Linked DNA regions of Mus musculus: all the other regions are linked to region 1. Evidence: chromatin contacts called from public Hi-C and HiChIP or PLAC-seq data. All regions are on one chromosome and are shown on one strand. The core of a region is the stretch at or near the end of the contact, and the rest is flanking DNA. Distances in the headings are between cores, read along the strand shown.

Evidence for each region. A called contact is a pair of places that touch in the nucleus more often than the background predicts. HiChIP or PLAC-seq counts read pairs in DNA pulled down with a chosen protein or histone mark.
Region 2: a contact with region 1 is called in an H3K27ac HiChIP or PLAC-seq map of large pre-B cells, with 2.2 times the contacts expected there. The contact joins the enhancer-like site here to the promoter of Vpreb3 in region 1. A contact is called at or near these places in 3 of 39 promoter capture datasets (HPC-7-derived erythroid cells, hippocampal neurons and stem cell-derived epiblast-like cells), 1 of 15 datasets of contacts at CTCF or cohesin (the NIH/3T3 cell line), 2 of 484 Hi-C or Micro-C datasets (cortical neurons and pro-B cells), 2 of 115 datasets of contacts at active chromatin or transcription factors (large pre-B cells and microglia) and 1 of 9 other capture datasets (liver).
Region 3: a Hi-C map of granulosa cells shows a contact between it and region 1, with 2.9 times the contacts expected there. The contact joins the enhancer-like site here to the promoter of Vpreb3 in region 1. A contact is called at or near these places in 9 of 39 promoter capture datasets (the 3T3-L1 cell line, the SN4741 cell line, embryonic stem cells and 4 more), 3 of 15 datasets of contacts at CTCF or cohesin (the NIH/3T3 cell line, large pre-B cells and pro-B cells), 29 of 484 Hi-C or Micro-C datasets (B cells, the C2C12 cell line, Sertoli cells and 15 more), 14 of 115 datasets of contacts at active chromatin or transcription factors (the 230-238 cell line, astrocytes, embryonic midbrain and 5 more) and 3 of 9 other capture datasets (adipose tissue, embryonic stem cells and pancreatic islet).

What each region holds. Positions count from the first base shown.
Region 1 is chr10:75,946,276-75,950,086 of GRCm38.p6, reverse strand. It overlaps Vpreb3 (pre-B lymphocyte gene 3), which reads right to left and starts at 1,787. Exons shown (of 2, transcript NM_009514.5): 1 at 1,678-1,787; 2 at 430-944. The coding sequence starts at 1,729. The coding sequence ends at 625. It also overlaps the pseudogene Gm16221.
Region 2 is chr10:75,490,461-75,494,271 of GRCm38.p6, reverse strand. No RefSeq gene overlaps it. Among named protein-coding and RNA genes, the nearest start is that of Gucd1, 25 kb to the left of the region's middle. Within about 2 kb of position 2,196, at least 35 of the 459 cell types and tissues checked have an H3K27ac peak or open chromatin away from gene starts, as enhancers often do. A contact at or near this core is called in pro-B cells, where this site is marked.
Region 3 is chr10:76,208,503-76,212,313 of GRCm38.p6, reverse strand. It overlaps Prmt2 (protein arginine N-methyltransferase 2), which reads left to right. Exons shown (of 11, transcript NM_133182.3): 8 at 1,787-1,916; 9 at 2,840-2,976; 10 at 3,731-3,811. Among named protein-coding and RNA genes, the nearest start is that of Mir678, 3.0 kb to the right of the region's middle. Within about 2 kb of position 1,838, at least 1 of the 459 cell types and tissues checked has an H3K27ac peak or open chromatin away from gene starts, as enhancers often do. A contact at or near this core is called in granulosa cells, where this site is marked.

The DNA of each region.
Region 1 (3,811 bases), core at 538-3,037:
GAATCAGTAGAACACACTGTTTCTGAGCAGGGAAGGATGCTGCATAATCTCTTACCTGCTTTCAATATCCTCATTTCTGCCCCTCACGGCCCTTCTGAGAACACCTGCCTCTAACCATCAAGATCTTTGGGAACCTGCCCGGAGACTTCAGAAAAGAGGCAGGGCTGCCCCTCCCCTCCCCATCAGCATGAACTCCATGGGGACCAGCCACCCAAGAACCATGAGCGTTGGACCACAATCAGCCATGCAGGACTTGGGGGCGGGGGTTCGGGGGAGGGTGGCAAGTGTTGGTTCCTGTTTCACTACCTTCAGGTCACTGGAAGGCCAGGAGGGAAGCTAAACCCCTAAGGGATAGGGACAAAGCTGGGCCACATTCCCTAAGGGTCTCAGGTGTTTCCTCTTTAGACAACAATCATCAAAATCCCAACCTCCACATCCTCCAATTTGACATTTATTTTATTTATTTGTTTACACAGGATCTCACAGTTCTCAGGACAGTGGTTGACCCGTCGAGTGTTATTAACTCATTTCACAGAGGAAGGAAAGAAAGCAAGACTTAAGAGAAAAAGAGGAGGCCCAAGGTCAGGGGGCAGACCTAGGAGACAGAAGATGTTCAACCCAGCCCTAGGGTTCAAAGGTGTGGGCGATGGAACAGAAGTAATCGGCATCATCCTCCGGGAGCACGGGGCTGATGGTGAGGATACAGGCGTTGTGGGCTGCATCCACGGTAGCTGAGAATCTGTCGGGGATGTCAGCGGGCCGATAGTGTTCCTCTTCTGCGTAATAGTAGAGAAGATGGGGAGCACTTCCTGGCTGCTGCTGGTACCACGACACCCCAATATCTCCAGCGGTGGCATGCTGGGAATTGATGGTGCAGCTGAGATGAGCGTCTTGGCCTGGGAAGACTGAGAACGCGTCAGGCTGGGTCAGAGTTGGCTGAAAGACTGAAAAAGACACAGACCCACTAAGGGCTAGCCTGGGCTCCTTCCTACCTTGCTACAAATATTTTATCAGACTGCAAAGATTCCCACTCCCAAATATTTTTCAGAGCCTAGTGCCCTGGATGGTTCTGTGAGACATAGTTTGCTCCATCTACCGTTCCGGTTTCCTCTGTGAATGGGGGCTTGTGAATAAGTGACCCCTAAATTAGCATTACTGTCCTGTCTCCAAGAATCCATGTTCAGTTGAGAGCCTAGTGTTCAAGTGTGACCTTCTAGGTCCCCCTAGTACCTACTACCCTCCTTCTCTCTACCCTTACCCCTCAATCTAATAACTCAACCTCAGCTACAAAGTAACTGCCCTCCAGACCTCTCAGAATGCTTAACTGTCATCCTTGACTTTCAAACTGCTGGCCACAGAGGATTGCCTTAAAGGATCTGTGGAGCAGGGGGCTGCCCATCTTTATTAGCCTCCTCTCTGAGAAACAAAGGCAAGAAGTTGCCCTCTCCTCAGAGACGCTGAAGGACCACAGTCTAAGCAGACCCACAAATTGGGAAGCTAAGGTCCACACGGAAAGTGGCTTTCCCCTAGTCCTGGACAGAGTTGCCTACAGCCGGCTCTCTGCTCTACCCCAATGCCTCTCCTAGGATCCACCCCCCTTACCCTGTTGATTCACTTCTTTGCATGAGTTTCCCTGAGCTGGTGCCAACCCCCACCTCGTTCCTGGATGTGCCGTACCTGCCACAAAGGTTCCTATCAGGAGCAGAGGCAGGCAACCAGGGCAGGCCATGGCCAGAAGCAGAAAGGCCGACCTAGAGTTCTGCAGTACTGTGCTCCGGATGCTTGTAGTACAGGGATGGGGAAGTCTCTGGACCACAATAGAGCATGCAAATCAGCCCACTGACTGAAGGACGACACATGTGTCTGGGGCCAGGGTCAGGCCCTATCTTCCAAATGTCCTGGCATCTCAGCCAGCAGGAGATCAGAGCCCTTCACATCCATTTGCAGGAAGTTGGCATTCCCCAGACAGCCTCTCATACCCTTTCCTAGTGTATATCTACCTGTAATGACTATTTCTGGTGGTCAACTGACTATATCTGAAATGAACTATGATCCAGAATTGGAGGGCACACCTGTGATTCAGATCTTGTGGCTGGAAGACACACATTTCTGACCTGGATTTGGCTCAGAGATCTTGAGGCCATAGTGGCCATGGAGAGCTTAGGCCCAGGCAAGGTAGTACACGCTGTTAATCCCAGGAGACTGAGGCAAGGAGACCTCTGCGTCAGCCTGGGACAAGCAAGTCCCAGATCCAGGCATGGTGGTACACATCTTTAATCTGGGCCACACCTTCTGCTGGAGGCCTCCATACGGACATTGGAAGAAGGAAGGCTCACTCTCTTCACCTGCTTGCACTTACTGGCCAGCACATCTGTTGGAGCCTACTTCAGGCTTCCAGCTTATACAGAAGGCCAGCTGAAATAGCTACCCTAGTGGGACTGAGCAACTACCAGGTCCATGGACTTCCCATCCACAGCTGACCATTGTTGGGTTAGTTGGACTACAGACTGTAAGTCGTTCCAATAAATTCCCTCAATATAGAGAGACATTCCATAAGTTTTGTGACTCTAAAGACTCCTGACTAATACACTACCCCTGGTATAGTCTGGGTCTAGAACAGCAGTTCTCAAACTGTGGGTCTGGACCTCTTTCAGGGTTGCGTGAAAGGGGTCGCTTTTGCCCAATACTATCAGAAAACAGTTCATAGCAGTAGCAAAATTACAGGTATGATGTAGTTATGATTTTATGGTTGGGGGTTCATGACAACATGAGGTGATACTAAAGGGTGGCTGCATTAGAAAGGTTGAGGATCACTGCTCTAGAATGTCCTCACAAAGACCCAAGTGTTGGGCTGGAGAGATGGCACAGTGGTTAAGAGCACTGACTGCTCTTCCAGAGGTCCTGAGTTCAATTCCCAGCAACCACATGGTGCCTTGCAACCATCTCTAATGGGCATCCGATGCTGTGACAGAGAGAAAAACACCCAAGTGTTTCCAGCTTGACGATGTTGGGGATATAGGCCCAGTGGGGGCATCTTTAGATCAATAAGACCACTCCCTTTAAGGTGTAGAAGGACCACAGATCTCTCTTGCTACCTGGCCTACCCTGACTTTGCCCCACATCATACTCTCCGTCACGATGCTGTTATGATGTGCTGCCTTGCCACTGGCCCAGAAGCAATGGTGCCATAGACTGACATCCCAAACCTATGAGGTAAAACTAACCTTCCCTCACTATAAGCTGGTCACCTCAGGTAGTTGTCCTAGTGATAGAAAACTGACCAACACAAGCTCCAACGGAACCATCATTCTGGGATCTGTCATAGTAGATTAATTTTGTTTGTGTAGAGATTTTACTCTAAGTAGAATGTGTGTATGTGTTGTTCATGTTTGCTTCTTTCATACAACATTAAGACCCATCCATGTGGGCTGGAAAGATGGCTCGGCGGTTAAGCGCACAGACTGTTCTTCTGGAGGTCATGAGTTCAAATCCCAGCAACCACATGGTGGCTCACAACCACCCTTAATGAGAAACAAAGTAAAAAACTGGGGTAAGTGGGGGCCAGAGCAAGAGAGAGAAGAGAAGGGAGGTGGGGCTAAGGGTGGGGGACACTGGCACAAGCTTTTTAATCCCAGTGAAGCAGGAGGCTCTCTGAGTTAGAGGCTAGCCTGAGCTACCTAATAAGTCTCAAGACAGTCAAGGCTATACAATGAGTCCCTGCCTCAAAACAATAACAAATCATCCATATGTGTGCAGAAATATAGAGTTCATTCTCATAGCTGTGTGTGATTTATCACACATGCATTGCAGT
Region 2 (3,811 bases), core at 947-3,446, 460 kb after region 1:
GATTCACCTCTCTTTTCTATGGGAATGTCTATTTCTCTTGCTCCCCATTATCTGCTTGACCCTAGCCTTGACAGCCATTTTTTCTCGTCCTTTTCCTCCAAACCACACAACCTGACACACCCTTTCCCTTACCAGCCTCCCGGGTAGATCCCCAGGTATGGGGCACCCTCTAGTCAAGCATCATTCTCCTTTCATCGTTATGATTACAAAATCCCACCAAATATATCACCTGGGCTCAATACTCCCCCTCTCACCCCACAGCCTCAGAGGACTTCATCCCCTTATCTCTGATCGTTCTCCTTTATACTCCCGTACTTGCAGTTAAGAAGCCCAATGGAACCTATCACTTGGTTCAGGATCTCCGACATATTAACTTGGCAGTGGTGCCTCTTCACCCTGTGGTCCCAAAGCCCTATACTCTTCTACCATCCCCTCAGATCAAAGTCTCCCAAGAACTTCTGCCACTGGCTCTCCTGAGACTGAGGGCCTTCCCAGAGAAACCTCTATCCCTTGTTTTGAGCTCAAGTATGGACAGCTGGTTCTGCCTCCTGGTCGCCTGTCTTAGCTGTCACCTCTCCCTGATCACCTCCTTTCTCCTCTGTTAAGCTCGCTATTTTCACATGCTCTGTTGGAACTACACCCACTACTGCTTGCCTCAGTGTCACCCTTGACTCCCTTTCCTCCTCAAACAACATTGAGGACTTGGTCCTCCTCCCTACTTTTGATCACAACCCCCCTCCTCTTTCTTCTTAAATGGAGAAAGGTCATCCTTACTACCCCCAGGTCATCCTTACTACCCCAACTGTCTCTAAACTTGATGGCTTCCCTCACTGGACTCTTCTGTGAGAATTCTACTTCAAGGTAGTCTGGTGGATGCCATAAAGGAGGAACTGTGGTGGGTGTGATGGTTTGTATATGCTCGGCCCTGGGAGTAGTACTTTTAGAAGGTGTGGCCCTGTTGGAGTGGGTGTGTCACTGTAGGCATGGCCTTTAAGACCTTCATCAAGCCAGTCTTCCGCTAGCAGCCTTCAGATGAAGATGTAGAACTCTCAGCTCCTCCTGCACCATGCCTGCCTGGAAGCTGCCATGTTCCCTGCCTTGATGATAATGGACTGAACCTCTGAACCTGTAAGCCAGCCCCAATTAAATGTTTTCCTTATAAGAGTTGCCTTGGTCATGGTGTCTGCTCACATCAATAAAACCCTAACTAAGAAAGTGGGCAAGTGAGATTTCTGGAGACGGTTGACCAGTTTGCACAGCTACAATGGATGTACCTCGGAGAGGCACAGTCCTGAGGGATTCATCTCTGGATTACTTCTTGATGCTGCTGCTGCTCCTTCTCATGTCTGTCACTGCTATCGTCCTCATACATCTGGCGTGGTGTGGTTGGGCATGGAGAGATCCTTACTGCCTATAGTCTGGTATGATGACTTCTTGGGCTTATTGGTCAGTTTTCCTGCAGGTCAATATGAAGGTGAACTTTGGTGAAATAATTTTATTTTGATGAAGCAATGATTTTTTACAGAAGTTGTGATTTGATTTAAATAGTTTGGGGGAAGTTAGGGTAGTTTATAGAAAGTTTAAGGGGATTTACATTGTTTTGCCAAAAAGATATAATAAAGTTAGAATTAGAGTAGAACATGCCCCTTCCCTTGTAGACTAGCAAAGGCTTCATAGGTTAGAAAATGTGCACCGTGAGCTTCCATGCATTATAAGCGTGCAATTGTACTTGGAAGAGAAAAATAGGCTTGGGACAACAATCAAAGAAAACACTCATTCTAGGTTAGGTCTGAGTTCCTGGATCTTGTGATTTGGGAATGTGGACATAGGTTTCAGAGTGGACCACGAAAAGACAGGGTTAGGAATAAAGAGTAGATTATTCTACTGTCAGTATGAGAATAGACAATAGATGATTAGCCAGTTTAGTTGAACAAGACTTCAAAAATAAGACATGTTGCAGGATATCTGGATTGTGTTATTTACTGGAAGAAGAAAAAACTGTTTCTAGTTGTGGTGTGACTCAGCCATAGCATAGACCTTTAATCCAAGAGGTTTCTGTTTATCATAAGAAAGATTATATAAAGTTAACCATAGGTCAAGAGGTGGAGCAAGCATCTAATTGACAGGAAGTGAACATAGGAAAAAAATCATAAAGAGCAAGAGGAAGTCAAGAGGATGGATAGAGAAATGCACAGGAAGTAGAAGAGGGGGGGCATTCAGTTTGAGGTTTTTGAGACAGTGTGAAGAGCTTCCTATTGGGACGTCGGCTGAGGAGGAAGGCCAGCTGGGTAATTTTTTTTTTTTTTTTTTTTTTTTGCCTCTCTGAGGCTTTCAAACCCAGCATCTGGCTCCCAAGTCTGTCTTGGTAAAAGCAAACATTTGAGATTTTTATGAAGAACAACATTTGGCACTACAACGTGTGGCATGACCACATGGACGAAGAAATCATGCCGGCTACAGACAAACTGAGAAGCCATCAGATTTGGTTAAGGCACCTGGGAGTCCTCAGAGAGAGAGAGTTAAGGATGGGAAATACCATAATACAATGCACTAGGGACCCTGCTACTGCTGCTCCAGATGGCTTGAAAAATATAAGCAGAAAATGAAAAGATAGTATCTTAATTGAGATTGACATAATACTGATTATAATTACTATCAGTCTGGTAGTTCAGATTTTACCCTTAATGGCCATAGTGGGGTTTGTGTGTGTGTGTGTGTCAAATATGATAAGTGGCTCTTACTCTCTCTCTTCTCCTCTTGCCCCTCTCTACCTACTCCCCTCCCCCCACATGCTCATGCTGGCCTCTACTCTCTCTCTCACTTCCCCCCCTGCCTTTCTCTCAACTCCTCTCCCTATGCCCTGAATAAACCCTATTTTATACTAAAATAATAGAATAAGTGAATTGATAAGAGACAAGCCTTAGAAAGAAAGATGAAAATTAAGGAAAATACTCAGACACAGAGGAATTTAGACAAGGACCTACCATGCCACCAAATAATGAAACTGAAGAGAGGAAGCCCAAGGTTGTTTGAAAACCAACCTTTAGTTCATCCAGTTACTATGTAAGGCTTACCAGCAAATGATAGATGCCCCCAAGGTTATGAAGAAATTAAAGAAAATCCTATAGATGTATTAGATTTGAGAAGATTCAAGGAAGCGATCATTTCATATGTGTTCACCATATGTGAAGCAGATATTAATTCATGGGCAACTCAGAACAGAATTATTCTCTAAGACTGGAAAGATTTGGCAACAGCTATAATGGAAGATGGCCCTCAGTTACAATGGTGAACATGGAAGAAAGAGGAAGCTAGGGCCACAGAACAATGAAATAGGGCCAGAGATTTAAATATTTCCCAAGATCAGTTGCTAAGTGAAAGTCAATATGCTGAGCTACAAAAGCAGCTGGAATTTGATGATAACACCTTGGAGCTATGTCATTTAGCAACTTTAAATGCTTGGGACAAAACTGAAGAATCAGGAAAGAGGTTCGAGTTGTTTACTAAAATCATACAAGACCAAAAGAAGCCTATACTAATTTTTTTTCAAAGATAACTTCAACTGTAAATAGAATAGTATCAGATACAGAGGTCAGAAGAAATCTTAGGATGAAGCTCCTGGGGCTGTACCTTCTAGGATTCACTCATGGCAGCCATGCAAGACAGTGGGCTGTCTCCAGGAAGCTCAGTTGCCCACTGCAGTTGCTCCTGCATGGTGTTCACCAAAAATGGATCCTCCAGTTCAATTCTTGGGTCCATTTTCTTGGAAAACTTTTTCCCAGTCCTTTACTCTGAAGCAATGTCCATCTTC
Region 3 (3,811 bases), core at 589-3,088, 260 kb before region 1:
TGTCACGGTGTTTTATCATAGCAACAGAAGAGTGATGCAGCACCTCATAGCCACAGGCCTCTTTAAAGACAGTAGCGACAGGTCCCATGGCCTTAGGTCTCTAGGTGTAGTCGGAGGAAGGTCATTTGTAATGATGAAGGCTTCAGCAGTGTGTGGGATGTTGAAACGCACCATAGTTCCCAGCGAGTGCTCTGAATTTTGTAATGGGCATTAGCAGATATACCCATGCTTTTCACGAAGGATCTGAAGATAGCTGACTTCACTTCCTGGTCCGGTGGACACCAATCACTTGATCCTTGGAATGAGGCCTTTGGTCTCTGTCTTAGTAAGGGTTTCTATTCCTGTACAAACATCATGACCAAGAAGCAAGTTGGGGAGGAAAGGGTTTATTCGGCTTATACTTCCATGCTGCTGTTCATCACCAAAGGAAGTCAGGACTGGAACTCAAGCAGGGCAGGGAGCAGGAGCTGATGCAGAGGCCATGGAGGGATGTTCTTTACTAGCATGCCTCTCCTGGCTTACTCAGCCTGCTCTCTTATAGAACCCAAGACTACCAGCCCAGAGATGGCACCACCCACAAGGGGCCTTTCCCCCTTGATCACTAATTGAGAAAATGCCTTACAGTTGGATCTCATGGAGCCATTTCCTCAACTGAAGCTCCTTTCTCTGTGATAACTACAGCTGTGTCAAGTTGACACAGAACTAGCCAGTAAAGTCTCTTATAGCTGACTCTACTAGACAGGTGTGGCAAGCTGTTCCTTCCCCTTGAAAGCAAGGTGGTGGTCTGGGAAACCCCTTTACCAAGCATAAGACACTACTGATTTCTTCAGGGAGGACCATACTAGCCTCCGCTCCTATTGATACTTTTGGAGGGTAGGGTCCTGGAGCCAATGCACAGTGCTACAGGCATTGTATTTTATTTGTTTGTTTGTTTCTTTCTTTCTTTCTTGGTTTTTCAAGACAGGGTTTCTCTGTATAGCCCCGGCTGTCTTGGAACTCACTTTGTAGACCAGGCTGGCCTCGAACTCAGAAATCTGCCTGCCTCTGCCTCCCAAGTACTGGGATTAAAGGTAGACCACCATGGCCCGGCTGTAATTTATTTTTTTAATTAAAAAGTCAAAATAATAGAGAATGCAATATAAAAGCATCATGTCCTCCCTCATTAATTATGGAATCATTGCTCCCTCGTTCAACATCCCAAAGGGAACAGAGAGGGAATCGTCCTGCATATCGCGGTTCTCCGGTTCATCTAGAAAAACATGGTAACATGTTGAGAGCGCTTTGGCTATACCCAGGCAGGAGTCATGGGTCAATAGACAAGGGAAAGCCTTGTGTTGGCCTCTGATAGCTTTCCTGCCTCCCAGTGTTTCACAGCAGCGAAGCAGATGGAAGCATCAGAAAGTGGTACCCATATTTTATAGTCCACATATGGGCTTCCTATATGGGGACTCTTAGCCTTGGCAACAGCAGTTGCTACTGCTCTCAACCTGTGATCCTTGGCTTTGAAGACTTGATACATCATTGCAATTCTCTAATTCTCCTCCAATTTGTCATAGTTGGCTTCCAAATGCTCAGGTCCCTATATTTGATGTGCTAAGGAAGGACCCCCTGACCAGCAGGCTCTGAGGGCCAACTAGAGAGGCTCAGCAAGGCTGCAGAGCAGATGAGCTCAGCTAGCAGGGGATGATCCCCCAGGCGGGGCCCTCAGCGTTCATTTATCACCCCCTGTGTACTTACAACTAAATCCTGCCAGTGCCTCAAACCTTTTCTTTAACTCTCCCCCTAGGTCTTTAGCAATCAAGGAGTTCTTTTCAAGGCCAAAGTCGAATCATATCTTGAAGCCAGAAGACTGTCTCTCTGAGCCATGCACAATCTTGCAGCTGGACATGAGAACTGTGCAGGTCCCTGACCTGGAGGTGAGAGATGGGTGTGCTTCTGGCATTAAATTGCTGCATGAGACTCTGGGTATCCATAGCAGACATGCAGCAAGGGTCATGGGGGAGGGTAGGCAGTGGGGAGAGGGTGTCTTAGTGATGACTGTATCACACCAATAAATGAACCGTTTTTTTCCTTACATTCTATTTTGGTTCTGTCTTTCATGTTTTTATATTCTTTATATTTAATCTCTTTACTGCCTTCAGTTATTCTTATTTTTTAAAAGATTTATTAATTTTATTTTATGTATATGAGTACACTGTAGTTGTACAGATGGTTGTGAGCCTTCATGTGGTTGTTGGGAATTGAATTTTTAGGACCTCTGCTCGCTCTGGTCAACCCTGCTCTCTCTGGTCGGCCCCACTCGCTCACTCCCTGCTCGCTCGAGCCCAAAGATTTATTTATTATTATACATAAGTACATTGTAGCTATCTTCAGATGCACCAGAAGGTGGCATCAGATCTCATTACAGGTGGTTGTGAGCCATCATGTGGTTGCTGGGATTTGAACTCAGGACCTTTGGAAGAGCAGTCAGTGCTCTTACCTGCTGAGCCATTTCGTTAGCCCCAGTTATTCTTTTATATTTATTTGATATTCTTGGCATCCTAAAAACCATACAAATTATATTCCATTTTTTTGTGGTCTCGTAATTAAGTAACAATTTTTTTCCAGCTGTTTACATCCCTATCAGTGACAAAAATTCTTAGCACTTTCTCGTGGTTAGTTAGGCCCCATGACTGCTGGGTGGGCAAAGGGGTTTGGGATGGATGTGGTCAGCAGAGCCCAAGCCGTGTGAGACCACCCACATGATCCAGGATGGCTTGCTCCCTTGAGGTTAGGGTTGGTCTATTGGGATTGGCACTGGTCTGTGGCACCAACATGTTATCCTACGTTTGGGGGGCAGACCATGCGTGGCGAACTGCGATTTGACATCCAGAAGGCTGGGACCCTGCACGGCTTCACAGCTTGGTTCAGTGTGTACTTCCAGAGCCTGGAGGAGGGCCAGCCTCAGCAGGTGCTCAGCACAGGCCCGCTGCACCCGTAAGTGAGCCTACCTGTAGGGGGGAGGGGTGGCTGGGGGAGGTGGTGGGGCTAGCCCAGGGGGATAAGGAGTGGATGGAAGCAGGCTGGCTTACTGTGTTCCAGGTGCCCTAAGCCAGCTGCCTGGCCTGGTAAGGGATGCCTCTTACCTCTGCTTTGATTATTCCTCCATCAGGAGATTAGACTTCCTGAGAAGTTTCCCTAGTATAGAAGGGCATCCTAGACTCTGTTCCCCTGACATCTCCTGACCCCTCAGCCATGAGGTTGGATAAATCACTGGGGTGGCATGATGCCATCAGGCCTCTCGAGTCAGCTGTGTGTGCCCCACCCTCACCCCTGTGGTCCAAATGAGGGAGGAGAGGAAGGACAGGGACATTTGAAGAGTGACTGGAACCAAAAATCACTCAGTCACTGTGCCCTTTCCTGTCCTCTGGGTCTGGGGACACAGAACCCAATGTAGTCACTCAGTTCGGTGTGAGCCACCCAGGTGAACCTTCCTCGTCTTCTGGAACCCGAGCCATCTCTGTAATGTCCCCTCTGCTGCATCTGGAGCAGGGTGTCAGGGTCTGTGTTGTAGTTCTGATCCTGTAAAGACTTCAGATCGTAGGGTTGGCTGTGGGAGGGTGACACTGGGTAGCATGAGACTTAAGCTCCGTGTCCCTAGGTTCCTGGGCAGGACAGGCTGTCAGTGCAGAGGACCTCGTTGGAGCTGCCAGATGAGGCCTGTAGGTGACCGCATGCTCCTGTCTTGCAGCACCACACACTGGAAGCAGACCTTGTTCATGATGGACGACCCAGTCCCGGTCCACACGGGAGATGTGGTCACGGGTTCTGT